4 separate regions of the Mus musculus genome follow, and all the other regions are linked to region 2. A link is a contact called in public Hi-C and Micro-C data. All regions are on one chromosome and are shown on one strand. Each heading gives the region's core, a stretch centred on a gene start, on an enhancer-like site or on the middle of the called end of the contact. The rest is flanking DNA. Distances are from core to core; before and after follow the strand shown.

What was found. A called contact is a pair of places that touch in the nucleus more often than the background predicts.
Region 1: a contact with region 2 is called in a Hi-C map of bone marrow-derived macrophages, with 27 read pairs. The contact joins two enhancer-like sites. A contact is called at or near these places in 1 of 39 promoter capture datasets (the 3T3-L1 cell line), 2 of 15 datasets of contacts at CTCF or cohesin (hippocampal excitatory neurons and large pre-B cells), 63 of 484 Hi-C or Micro-C datasets (the 3T3-L1 cell line, 3T3-L1-derived adipocytes, the AML12 cell line and 36 more), 5 of 115 datasets of contacts at active chromatin or transcription factors (SST interneurons, acute myeloid leukemia, embryonic basal ganglia and 2 more) and 1 of 9 other capture datasets (embryonic stem cells).
Region 3: a contact with region 2 is called in a Micro-C map of palatal mesenchyme, with 2.3 times the contacts expected there. The contact joins two enhancer-like sites. A contact is called at or near these places in 1 of 39 promoter capture datasets (the 3T3-L1 cell line), 43 of 484 Hi-C or Micro-C datasets (the 63-12 cell line, the Ba/F3 cell line, the C2C12 cell line and 26 more), 5 of 115 datasets of contacts at active chromatin or transcription factors (SST interneurons, acute myeloid leukemia, embryonic basal ganglia and 2 more) and 1 of 9 other capture datasets (embryonic stem cells).
Region 4: a contact with region 2 is called in a Hi-C map of uterus, with 2.0 times the contacts expected there. The contact joins two enhancer-like sites. A contact is called at or near these places in 5 of 39 promoter capture datasets (the 3T3-L1 cell line, the C10 cell line, hippocampal neurons and 1 more), 5 of 15 datasets of contacts at CTCF or cohesin (the NIH/3T3 cell line, embryonic stem cells, liver and 2 more), 76 of 484 Hi-C or Micro-C datasets (the 3T3-L1 cell line, the AML12 cell line, the AtT-20 cell line and 42 more), 6 of 115 datasets of contacts at active chromatin or transcription factors (acute myeloid leukemia, astrocytes, embryonic basal ganglia and 3 more) and 1 of 9 other capture datasets (embryonic stem cells).

Annotation. Positions count from the first base shown.
Region 1 is chr10:87,648,016-87,650,715 of GRCm38.p6, reverse strand. No RefSeq gene overlaps it. Among named protein-coding and RNA genes, the nearest start is that of Pah, 130 kb to the right of the region's middle. Within about 2 kb of position 1,450, at least 6 of the 459 cell types and tissues checked have an H3K27ac peak or open chromatin away from gene starts, as enhancers often do. A contact at or near this core is called in bone marrow-derived macrophages, where this site is marked.
Region 2 is chr10:88,319,629-88,322,582 of GRCm38.p6, reverse strand. It overlaps a transcript of Washc3 not described here. Among named protein-coding and RNA genes, the nearest start is that of Gm51779, 16 kb to the left of the region's middle. Within about 2 kb of position 1,317, at least 55 of the 459 cell types and tissues checked have an H3K27ac peak or open chromatin away from gene starts, as enhancers often do. A contact at or near this core is called in bone marrow-derived macrophages, palatal mesenchyme and uterus, where this site is marked.
Region 3 is chr10:87,665,250-87,668,201 of GRCm38.p6, reverse strand. No RefSeq gene overlaps it. Among named protein-coding and RNA genes, the nearest start is that of Gm30073, 130 kb to the left of the region's middle. Within about 2 kb of position 1,686, at least 46 of the 459 cell types and tissues checked have an H3K27ac peak or open chromatin away from gene starts, as enhancers often do. A contact at or near this core is called in palatal mesenchyme and uterus, where this site is marked.
Region 4 is chr10:87,604,309-87,607,309 of GRCm38.p6, reverse strand. No RefSeq gene overlaps it. Among named protein-coding and RNA genes, the nearest start is that of Pah, 84 kb to the right of the region's middle. Within about 2 kb of position 1,614, at least 4 of the 459 cell types and tissues checked have an H3K27ac peak or open chromatin away from gene starts, as enhancers often do. A contact at or near this core is called in uterus, where this site is marked.

The DNA of each region.
Region 1 (2,700 bases), core at 201-2,700, 670 kb after region 2:
GGGCCTCTAGAATATGGTGGCCATGAACTTGCACTGTTAATTAGGTTCTCCTGTTGCTGGTTAGGACTTCTCCACAGGTCTTTCTCTTCTTAGAAGACAAAAGATTTGACAATACCTGTCTCCAGTCAGTGTAGCCTGTTTGCTGCCAAGCATCCATTCCGTGGTTCTCAATGTTTGTAGTGTATGTTAAGTTTCCCAGAAGACCTGAGTAATAGAGAACTTATTGGGTACTGTACTCAAGATTCTGATTCCCAGCACCTGGGACTGGGCCAGGGAATCTGCATTTCTTACAAACTGCTGGTGACAATGACACTAGGTTTACTGCTGTAAACACTCAAGGAGGAATGGCCACTTTTGATTTCTTTCTCCATAGAATTGACCCTCGGCTCTCATGGTTTCTCACACCAATGTTGCCCACACCAGTCACTGTGAATCTTCCTGGGAGTCCATTTCAACTGCTGCTCCTTTTGAGGGGTTAAATATGTGCCAGCCATTCTTTAAGTAGGACTGGACTAATTTCATTCTTACGATCATACCAACATTAGAACAAAACTGAAACCCAGAGAGAATGAATGACTTGCCCAAGGTCACACAGCTTGTGAACAGTATAGCTGGAGTCCAGATCCAACGTATTTGACTCAGAGCTTGGTTGTCATGTAATTGATAGATCAAGCTGGGACTTGTACGGAAGTGTATGAAAAGACTATTAATGAATGCCACAGGAAAAGACATAAACTAGGACTGTTGTAGGTGAGCCTACATGTAAGGTTATCCAAAGGGAGTTTGCACAGACTCTTGAACCGGAGATAGAGGCAGAATGGCTAGAGTTGGGTATAGTTAAAGAAACACTTGTGTTCATGCAGAAGCTTGTATACAACGGAGTTTATCAGTTTCCACTCTATTTCACCCACCGTTATACTTCATGTAGAGCAAAACAAGGAAAGTCTGCCTGCCTGCCTGCCTGTCTCTGTCTGTCTGTCTGTCTGTCTGTCTCTGTCTCTGTCTCTCTGTCTCTCTGTCTCTCTGTCTCTGTCTCTCTCTCTGTCTCTCTGTCTCTCTCTGTCTCTCTCTGTCTCTCTCTGTCTCTCTGTCTCTCTCAGTCTCTCTCTGTCTCTCTCTGTCTCTCTCTCTCTCTCTTTCCTCCCCTCCCCGGGTTGCTTCCAGTCACAAGCCTGTAGAAATGCAACTTGAGGGCTTAGTCCTTTAGGTATGGAAGTAGAGACATTTTAGAAGAGAAGATGAACTATGGCTTTCAAGAACTTCTGGATTCAGGGATTATGTGCAAAATCCTGCCCATCAGGGTGGTTTTTATATAAGAGAAGCAGCTGTTGGGCCCTTAGCCCTCTTTGATTTACAAAAAAAGAAAGGGTAATCCATCAGATTTTTCCCCCCTCTGTCCCAAGTGCAGGAATTTCTAAAGAGGCTCAACACTACCCTCTAGTGTGCAAAACAAGAAGGCCTGGACCTCAAGGAGCATTTATGATAAAGGCAGCTGGAAGAAGAGATGATTAAGACAAGAGAGAAACGTCTCTAAGACTGCCCCACCTGGGGATCCACCCCATAAAAAACCACCAAACTCAGACACTATTGCAGATGCCAACAAGATTTGCTGACAGGAGCCTGATATAGCTCTCTCCTGAGAGGCTCTGCCAGTGCCTGGCAAATACAGAAGTAGATGCTCACGGTCATCCATTGGACAGAGCACAGGGTTCACATTGAAGGAACTAGAGAAAGTACCCAAGGAGCTGAAGGTGTTTGCAGCCCTATAGGAGGAACAACAATATGAACTAACCAGTACCCCCAGAGCTCCCTGGGACTAAACCACCAATCAAAGAAAACACATGGTGGGACTCATGTCTCTAGTTGCATATGTAGCAGAGGATGGCCTAGTCATCAATGGGAGGAGAGGCTCTTGTTCTTGCAAGATATATAAGGGAATGCCAGGGCCAGAAATCTGGAATGGGTGGGTTGGGGAGCAGGGGGAGGGGGAGTGGATAGGGGATTTTAGGAGAGGAAACTAGAAAAAGAGATAACATTGAAAATGTAAATAAAGAAAATATCTAATATAGAAAATAAGAGTCTTATGGGCCCTCTGAACTAGAAAGGTTCTTAAACATGAAGACCTAAGATGATGCTTCTGATATAGCAGAGCAGTCTGTGAAGTGTACCCTGCAATACCTTCATCCACACAGGAGAATGGGCTAGAAGGACACTCTACAACGTGATACTAGCCACCTCCTGGTCCCACCACAGTAACAGAGTTACTAAAGCTTCCATAGAGATATGGAAAGCTGTGTAGAACTTATTACCTGGACACTGCTGACCACTGAACTCTCCTGTCCTCCAAAGATGCCATGTTACTTGCTGGGCAATTGCTATTGACAGAAACAGAAGAAAGCACTTACCCGAGGACCCTATATGATAGACGCCTTGACACATAGGCTCTGATTTTTCTGCTTTGTTCACTGGAGATCATGTTCTGTAGTAGAGCTAAAACTTAGAATGAAATGACTGGATGATGACTGAATCCAAACTTCTTGTCAGTGGTGCCGAGGCCTGGAGGATCCTGCAAAGCACCAGGAAGCCATGTGACGCCTCCAGCAGGGTGGACAGTCTTCTCTCGGGTCCGTGTGTCCCTTGCACTCTGTTCTCCCCTTCTTTCTCTACCACAGTTCAACTCTATCTAAGACTTATTCCATG
Region 2 (2,954 bases), core at 68-2,567:
AGTGCTGAGAGGGGACCGGGAGTCGGGAGGATCCCCGTGGCCAGCTAGTCAGGCAGCCTCGCAGAGAAACAAGAGAGCATCGGGTTCAGGGAGAGGTCCTGTTCCTAGGAAATAAGACAGTGTGATAAGAAGCTGACACCTGATACCCTCTGGCCTTTGCATGCACACATATGTGTACACCCCAGATACACAGAGATAGACACACACAAATAAAGATGTGGCTTAATCCTTGTCTTTTCTTAGTTCACGCAGTGTTGTATGTGGACAGGATCGGCTCATCTTTGTGGATTCTCAGACTGTTTCAGAATTTTGTATCAGTCAAGACTCCTGGGGGTACAGGCTTCAGAAATCCACTTCTGCCCAACGACCAGAGCATCAGATCTCAGGTGCAGAACTGATGTTAGGGACTGCAGGACCAAAGGGTGCTACCGGGACTTCATCTGCTGCCCTGTTTTCTTCCTGATTACTGTTTTTAGGCAGCCTTTCCTCTGGAGGAGTGAGGAAGCTTCTAGAACTCTTAAGTCCGCAGCCTGTTCCAGAGAGGAGAGAGAATAACAACCTCTAATAAACAGTAGTTCCACCAAAATGGTCAGACTTGAAACTTCGCTCCCTGATTGGTTGGCTCAGGTCATGTGGCTGTCGGGTCTGCTCTGATTGGTTACATGTCTAAAAAAAGGCTCAGTCAGCATCGTCCAAAATCTGTGGGTTGATGCTGGGTAAAGGTCTCCTCTGGAGAAAGGTTGTAGCAAGCAGGCCGTGGACAGGTAAACAAAGGCCCAAGTTGTTTTGAGAGCAAACCAAGCTATACTCACTAGTAATCTTTCAGATCAAAAATAAGTCATTTCAGTAACACATATGCCTTTTGTTAACATGTAAGCTGAGGCTCCTACGTTTCTATCCAACCTCTGTAAAGTTGACTAGGCAGTGATCACATTTTTCAGATGAGGAAACTAACAGAGTTGTCCAGAGACCTGCGAGCAGTCTCCAGCCTGATGGTGACAGACTCCAGTCAGATGATGGCGACAGCTTCCAGTCCCGACTCTGTTTTCCTGATCCTATTCAACTGACCCCCTTTGTTTTCCCTTTTAACACTAACAGAGGATTCCACAGAAATTGCAAATTGCATTTTATAAACCAAATTAAGTACATCAGTGCCGAACTGTGTTTGGGTTTCCTAACATCCCTTACATGTGGCGTTGTCCCGTGTTCTCCCCCCTCCCCCCTTCTTTTCTGTCTTGCTTGGAGACATACTGGTCTGGTGTTTAAGCTTGGAATGAGGGGGGTGGGGTGGGAGGGAGATAAGTGGTCTCCGATCCTCTCCCTCTCCCTGATTCTGGCAAGCTGGTAAAGCCAGCTGTCTACCCACACACATACGCTTGGTCTGGCTCTGAATACCCCACATTCTCAAGTCCAGAATGTCATGCATCTGCCTCATGTCGATTGCACAAGAGAGCAACCGCACTGGGGCCCCGGAGGGGAAGCTGCTGGCTCCCCTTGGTCACCCCCAGCAGATTCATATTCTAAAACGAAGGGCAACAGAACCCCAAGCTTGTATTGGAGATGGCAGCGACCTCCAAGGTCGATGCTTGCAAAGGCTGGAAGCAGATACTGGCACTCTATGAGGCTGAGGCCAGGGTGCTTGCCCAGAGGTGCCTTGGGAAGCCTGTGACATAGGCACTCCCTCTCAGCAAGCAATTTGGTATGCTCCTCCAACCCCGAGCGGGTTCCACCTCTGTACTTTTTCATTAGAAGTGGATTGCTGCTCTCTGATAGGAAAGATCCATTAAGGAAATAGGATCTAATTCTGGAACCCAGGCTGGCCTGAACCTAACTTTTTAGCCTTGAACTTGCAGCAATCCTGTTTTTTTCCAAACGCTGAGGTTACAGATGTGAGCCATTATACCCAGTTCAAGATACAGTTCTGACATTGTAGCTGTAAGCTGGGGTCTTGCCAATGACAGTTCTGTGACCTTCTGCTGCTCACTATATGGTCAGAAAAAAAATTCTAAGGTAGGTGGGATTTGGTCGTGTATGCTCCTAGTTCTTTGAACTATTTGCTCTTAAATGTTTTGAATCAATAATCTATTACCAGTGTAAGCCTCGCAATAGCATCTATGTATGCCCTGGGAAGCCAACTTACTCTGCAATGTCTCCATCTATTCACTTTACCCCTTTCCCTAAAGGTAAGACTTCAGAATTAAGTCTCAGCCCAGAGAAGGAAAGGAGGGGAAGCAGATGTGAAATCCCACCCATAGCTGGGGAGCTATTGGCAATTGATCTCTGCAGGGAGAAGGAGAGTCATTTTTCTTTAAGAGTGGCTCCCCTGGTGAGTCAAGCAACCTCACTGGAAGGCCACACACCCAAGAATATATGCTGCGTAAGTTGGGCTTGATGGGTAAAAAATAATAATAATAATAATTGGATGAGTGGGGGAGGGGTGGATCATGAGGGGGTGGGGAGAGGGTGAATATGATCAAGCACTTGTAAATATTAGGAAAAAGGCAAGGGGAGGGGGGAAGGCTGGAACTTAATTAAAAAACAAAACAAAACAAAACAGGAATGACGGTTACAGTAATCCTAGTCCTTGGGAGGCTGAGTTAGGGGGACCATGAGTTTGTGGTTAGCCTGCTCGTGATAGTGAGTTCTAGGCTGGGTATGTAATGAGACCCTGTTAAAACAAATCAGAATAGCATAGCAGTACTTCTAACATATAGATAAGTAATTATGCCTTAGGTACTTCAGATGGCTAATGTAAGCAAATAGTGTGGGAGATTGGATTCTCCAAACAGAAAATCTTGTGGTTAAAGTTTCCCCCCACCCTCAGCATTAGTTACTTTACATATTGTGGGGGCAGAATATTGCCAGAAGCAACTTCATAAAAAGGAAGGGTTGCTTTCGGCTCAAAGTTTGAGGGGAGGTTGTGGCAGTGAATTTATGGTGGTTGGAGCCTGTGG
Region 3 (2,952 bases), core at 437-2,936, 650 kb after region 2:
CCATCTTATTGTCGCGCCCCCCCCCCCCCCCCTAGAATGGGAGGCGCCTCTCTCCAACAGTGGGAAGGATAAAGGTGGACACGGAAGTTGTCAACATGAATCTGGAATCGTTCCCACGAAGCTTGCTTGCAGCGGGGCTTCAATGCTAACCCCACCCCTTTCTGTTTTTAACCTAAGATTTAACAGATGGTGGGAGGAACAAGAACCTCTTAGTTTAAAAAAGAAATCTATAGATTCAGGACCCCCTTTCCAAAAGCTGCGGAGTCTGGGGAGAGGGGCTTCAAGCTTACGAACGAACTCCACGGGATTGATCGCTCGCAGCAGAGTGGTGGAAAAACACTGTTGATAAGGCTGTCTGGAGCCAGCCTGTGGAAGGCCTTGGATTTCAGGACAGAGGGTTTGGACTTGGTCCTGGAGGCAGAGGGAGCCAGAGAAGACTGGGGGGGGGGGGGGGGGGTGAGCACTTGATGAAAGAGTTCCTCAGTCACTCAAGAAAAATCACTTGCACAGCTCATTCTTCTCCTTAGAAAACAATCTCAGAACTTAGCTTCAAATGTACCCCCAATTCAGCAAAAAACATATACCAGCCCCTGCAAGGCTCCCATGGGGAGTTCATGAGTGCAGGCTCAAAGCATAATCTGTGTTTTACTTGGCATTTTAGCATGTCTATGGGTGATGCATGTCCTCAGATGAGGACAGGCTGATATGATTAAACATTTTTATATCAGTTATTCTGACTCTCTCATGGTGCCTTCCTACCCCCACCTCACCACCAGCCCCCATCCCCCTTTTCAGCCTTCCACTTCAGGCCTTCTAGATATTCGGAGTGAAGTGCTTAGAAAAGAGATGAGTATCGTCCTTAGTAGCACCTGTGTGGTGCATAGTCTCAGCACAAGAGGTTTGCAGGGATCCAGCCACTGCTTTCTTAAGGTCTCTGGATATCACGTGGTTCCTAGGAGTCTGGCATGTGGTGTCTGGCACTTGGCATGTCGTGTATGGCAAGTGTTCAACCAGAGTCACAGTGTTTATGGTACATATGGCTTTAGCTGGTATCTAGCTTGGTTTGCTTCCTCCCATCCTTCTTGCTTAAGGCCTTCCCTCTGTTCTCTCACACCTCTCCCCTACTTTCTTTTAGACTGTGGGTTCTAGTCTTCTCCTTCTCTTTCTTCTCCTCTCTTCTTACTTTCTATCTCCTTGTAACTTTCCTTTTTCTCTAGAGGAACTGGGAAAGACAAGGGTGTGTGGGCGGCCATGGAGTCCCTCCAAGGAAAGTGTGAGGCTTTGGGCAAAAGAGATCTCTCATTTCTTCCAAACATAGGTCTAATCTGAACAGCCTCCAGGCTCTAGACTCCAATCCAACATCAGTGGTTTCAGTCGGCCTCCGTGAGGAAGGGCCCCAGGGATGCTCTGTTGTTAGTCTTGTCTTGGAGAAAACCAAGTCTCTGAATTTACTTGTTTCACAGAATGGGGCACCCACATTCCCTTTCCTAAGCCACTACAGCCCCAGAGAGGCTCCTCTGAGCGAGAGGCCTGGCTGCAGAGAAGCAAGACTTCATTAAGGATTTGATTTATCCCCAAATGATCTATTGTTATGCATCAAACATGTTTTCCCTCCAAAGCAGTTGGCAGGCAGCACACAGATAAATTACTACAAGATGTAACCATACAAGCTGTTCAAAAGGAAAACGGTTCTCTGTGTGTGGAGCTCAGGAGAGCACATCTATAAACATGTGTTGGGAAATCGCTTTGGTATAAGTTGGCTGGAAGAAATGGGAGGCCGCCCTAAAGTACCAGCTTGTTGTGATATGGGACAGTTCTTCTGAGGTCATGGCCCAATGTCTCAGGGGCAAAGAAATAGCAGGCCATTTCCATAGACAAAAGAGCCAGATTTCTTGTTTGCTGGAGAGAAGGGGTTATGAAGATTTTACTTGCAAATCAGGCAGTTAATTACTGCTCTGCTGTGTTTCAGATGAGTAGGATCACACGGCAGCATAGTGCCATTCCGTTCATTAGGAAGGAAAAGCTACTGGGTGTAGCATCATAGAAAGAGCAGAATAAATCACTTCCCAGCCACATGCCCTTACTAGCTCTGAGATCCAACGCATCTCGGAGATGCTGCTCTCATTTATCAGATCAGAAGTTGAGCATGCATGCCTCGCTTTGACAAGGTTAGAAGATCTATCTCTTGTCTTGGGGAATTATATCCTACAGGAAGATAACCCCAATGATAAAGTGTTTTTCACTCGAATGCATAAGGACCTGAATTCAATCTCTGGAACCTGCATATTAAAAGCCAGGTGTGGTGATAATGCACTTGTAATCCCAGTGCTAGAGGTTTGGAGTCGTGGAAATCTGAAACTCAACGACCAACAAGCCTAGGCTATTTAACAAACTCAATGCCAGTGACAGAGTCTGCTTCCTCCAAAAGATAAGAGCCCAAGGAATGACACCCAAGTTGTCTTCAGACATCAACACTTATATCCACACATACACACATCCTCACATACGATTCAGATACACCAGTACAAACATGTATACGCAGGAATTATATCTGCAATCTGCTGTGTCATTTCACTATAAGCAATGACCAGTCATGATGTGTCAAAATTAAATTAAAATAAATTCTTTAGTCAGTAGCTGCATGGAGCTTGTGGCTACTATGTTTGGTAGCAGAGAGAGAGATTATTTTTATTCTGCTCATAGCTCAACTGGAAAATGGTGTTCTAGACCCTGACAGGGGCAATGTGGAGAATATACATACAATTGCCTCCTGCTTCATGGTTTTCAGGCATATGTGCATATCACAGTGACTTTCAGAATTATGTTTGTAGCAAAGCAGAAATGTTCCTTGATATCCTGTTTTTACAAAAATCTTTATTTGAGGATCTACCCTGGCTACGTCTACAAAGCATGGTGATTGCTGGAAAATCAGAGAGTAGAAAGTAGATGATT
Region 4 (3,001 bases), core at 365-2,864, 720 kb after region 2:
CAACTGGGAATAAAAACATCATAGCCCAACAGCATTCCCCCCTAGAGATGAAGAAACGAAAAAATTATCTTGTCAAAAACTGTGCATCAACCTTACATAAAAGCCATAACCCAGACCAAGTTATCTCAAGGCTGTGAACATGAATGAGCCTTACAAATTCAAGTATATATTCTTCCATGAGGCACCAGCAGGAGTCACTTATGAAAAGGAAGACATCCAGTTTTCCTACTTGTAGTCGCTTGTTCCATGAAGACCCCCATGTTTATCTGAGCACTGCTACTACGTAATATTCAGGGTATTACAGGCTGAGGGGTGTGGAGCAAAAAGAACATTGGAGATGACAAATATGGCAGAGAATAAGGTGAATTAAGTCTCTAGAACCCTGCTTAGGGTAGGACCAAGTTTTTAAAAACAATCTTAGCCAGTAGTCTCTGCAGGTCCTCTCCGGATACTCTCTGGGGATTCAGTAGTATATAGTACAGTCAGTCAGTAGCACTTGTCTCTGGCCTCTGCTTCAGTTCCTGCCTTCTGGATTCTGCCTTAAATTTCTGCCCTGACTACCCCTCATAATGGACTGTAAGATGTAAAGTTAAATAAACCTTTTCCTCCCCAAGTAGCTTTTGGCCATGACCTTTAATCACAGCCATAGAAAGCAAACTGGAACATCCCTTTCTTTTCCAGATACTCTGTGCCTACACAGTGGTGATCATCACAATGCTAGATCTTGTTTTGTTTTGTTTGGGGATATCTGCTCTCACTTTGATCCGGTGAACCAAGAGTCCTCAATCCCTTTGCCTCCAGCAATATCCGAATGTAATCTAGGTTACAGTACAAATCTGCAATCTGCCAGTAAGGTGTGCACACACGGGAAATGGAAGGTGGAAGAGAGCATGTCAGCGATGTATTCAGGGGACTGGGATGGTGGGAGGGATTATGGGTGGAAAGAGTGATATGGGATGAAGGCTAAAATCATCCTTTGTCAAAGGCTACAGCAAGCAGCATAAATGGCTCTAGGGAAATAAGGAAAAGCTGTAAGAATAGGGAGTTGGGTAGGAAAATGTAGCCATGCCTTCAGTGTCCTTCCATGTATCAGAGAGCCTTCCATGTAGCAGGGACTCAGGAACGTAAAAAGGTGTGCAGATCTGTGCTGGAGTCAGACTATTCACTCATCGTGTTGATTCAATCCTGCAGTAGGTTCAACTTCACTCGACATTTAAAAATCACCTCGGTTTTGCTTGTGCTAACTCGGGAATTTGTGAGGGGCTGGAAAGGAAAGGTAAAGGGGACAATAGGACCTGGAGCTATGATGATTGCAGTCAAAGGAGCCAGAATGAACATCCCTGTTGGTACCCAGGACATATCCCAACTGAGGCTTACTTGCCTGGGGGCTTTGTAAGAAGATCTTTGCTTGGCTCAGGAAGAGGTCGACTGCACACTGTATTTTGCTCATTCCAAGCAAACAAGCAATAATGTAATGGCAGGAAGCCTCGTAAAAATGGTTATTTCTATTCCCGGACTGCTCTGGGGCTCCATCTAATTTATAAACATTGTTTTATGAAAAATTGAGATCATTCTTGGAAGTGCCCACAGACAGTGACCTCTGCTTGTTTTGGTGCAGTGTTTGCGTGTAAGTGTGTACACGGGCTGTTGTTGCTAAGGAGGCGGTGGCCAGCTCTGGGGAATGGCTGCCTTTCCATTCTGCACATTTTCTTCTTCAGGGAGGGCAAACCTGACACCCCTCACCCCAAATCAATTACTCCTCACAAAGACAGAAATGAATTCGGCGGCAGCAGAATGTCAGAGGCAGGATGGCCTTACCCACAACACATTAAAGAATAGTTCAATTCTTCCAAGTGCTTCCACATGTAGAAATATTTGAGTTCTCCAATTTTTTTCTGAGAATTGGGCCACTGATACCAAGTTGTCTGGTAGGATTTGCATTAAATTCTAGAACTTATAGCTGCTATTAAGTGTACAGGGCTGGAGGAAGGAGTCTGAGATTGGAGGAAGCAGAGATCAGATATAAATCAACTGTGGGAGTTCCTGATGCCTCCTAAAAATGAGTAACGATTGGAAGAGTATGAGATCCGAATAAAAATCATGAGTAGGGCTCACCTTTCAGCTCTGCTTCTTTGCTTGCTGGGTGGCCCTGGACCCATAACTTAATACTAAGAAAACCCAATTTTCTCAAATGTCAGGGAAAACACCTGTATTCATTAATTCAGCAAGCATCCATGATGTGTGTGGGATACAAAACAGCCAGCCTCAGTGGACACTGGGTCCAGCAGCTTCCTTTATGCAGAATGTTCTTTTCTCAGACATCTACATTGGTCATGCCCTTCCTTTCCTATGACTGTCTACTCAAATCTCATCTCGGTTCTTCAGTCATCCCTGCTCGAGGTCGGTTCTTCAGTCATCCCTGCTCGAGGTCGATATGAAGAGCATCCTTTTGGTATTTTCCCCTCCATACCTTTCCCTTTCTTCCTTTTCTTGTTACCTGACATAATTATATATTGTGTGCCTCTCTCCCCCCCTTCTCTCTCTCAGCTGCTGTGCTTTTATATCAAATCTCCCCTAATTAGAATTACTATGATGAAATTACTTTTTGTTGTTAAGTAGTTTTTATATGTATGCATATGTGCCTGCCTATGTTTATGTGTATCATGTGCATGCAGAAGCCCGTGGAAGCCAGAAGGGGCCATCAGATCTGCCAAAATTGGAGCTGTATAGTTGGGACCCACTAAGTGGGTGTTGGGACCCAACTAGGTCCTTTGCAAAATCAGAGAGTGCTCATAAGTGCTGAGCCATTTCTCCAGCCCCAAGGTTCATAATGATGCCAAACACTATTATAGAGACTAAATATGAATTTATCAAATCATTGTGTATAGATTCCCCCAAAGTATGTTTTCTGAGATAGCTTCATAATTGAGAAAACAAAATTCAGCCTAAATGTTCAGAGGAAACATGTCACAGCGGAGTTTGACAGACTTGGTTAAACTTG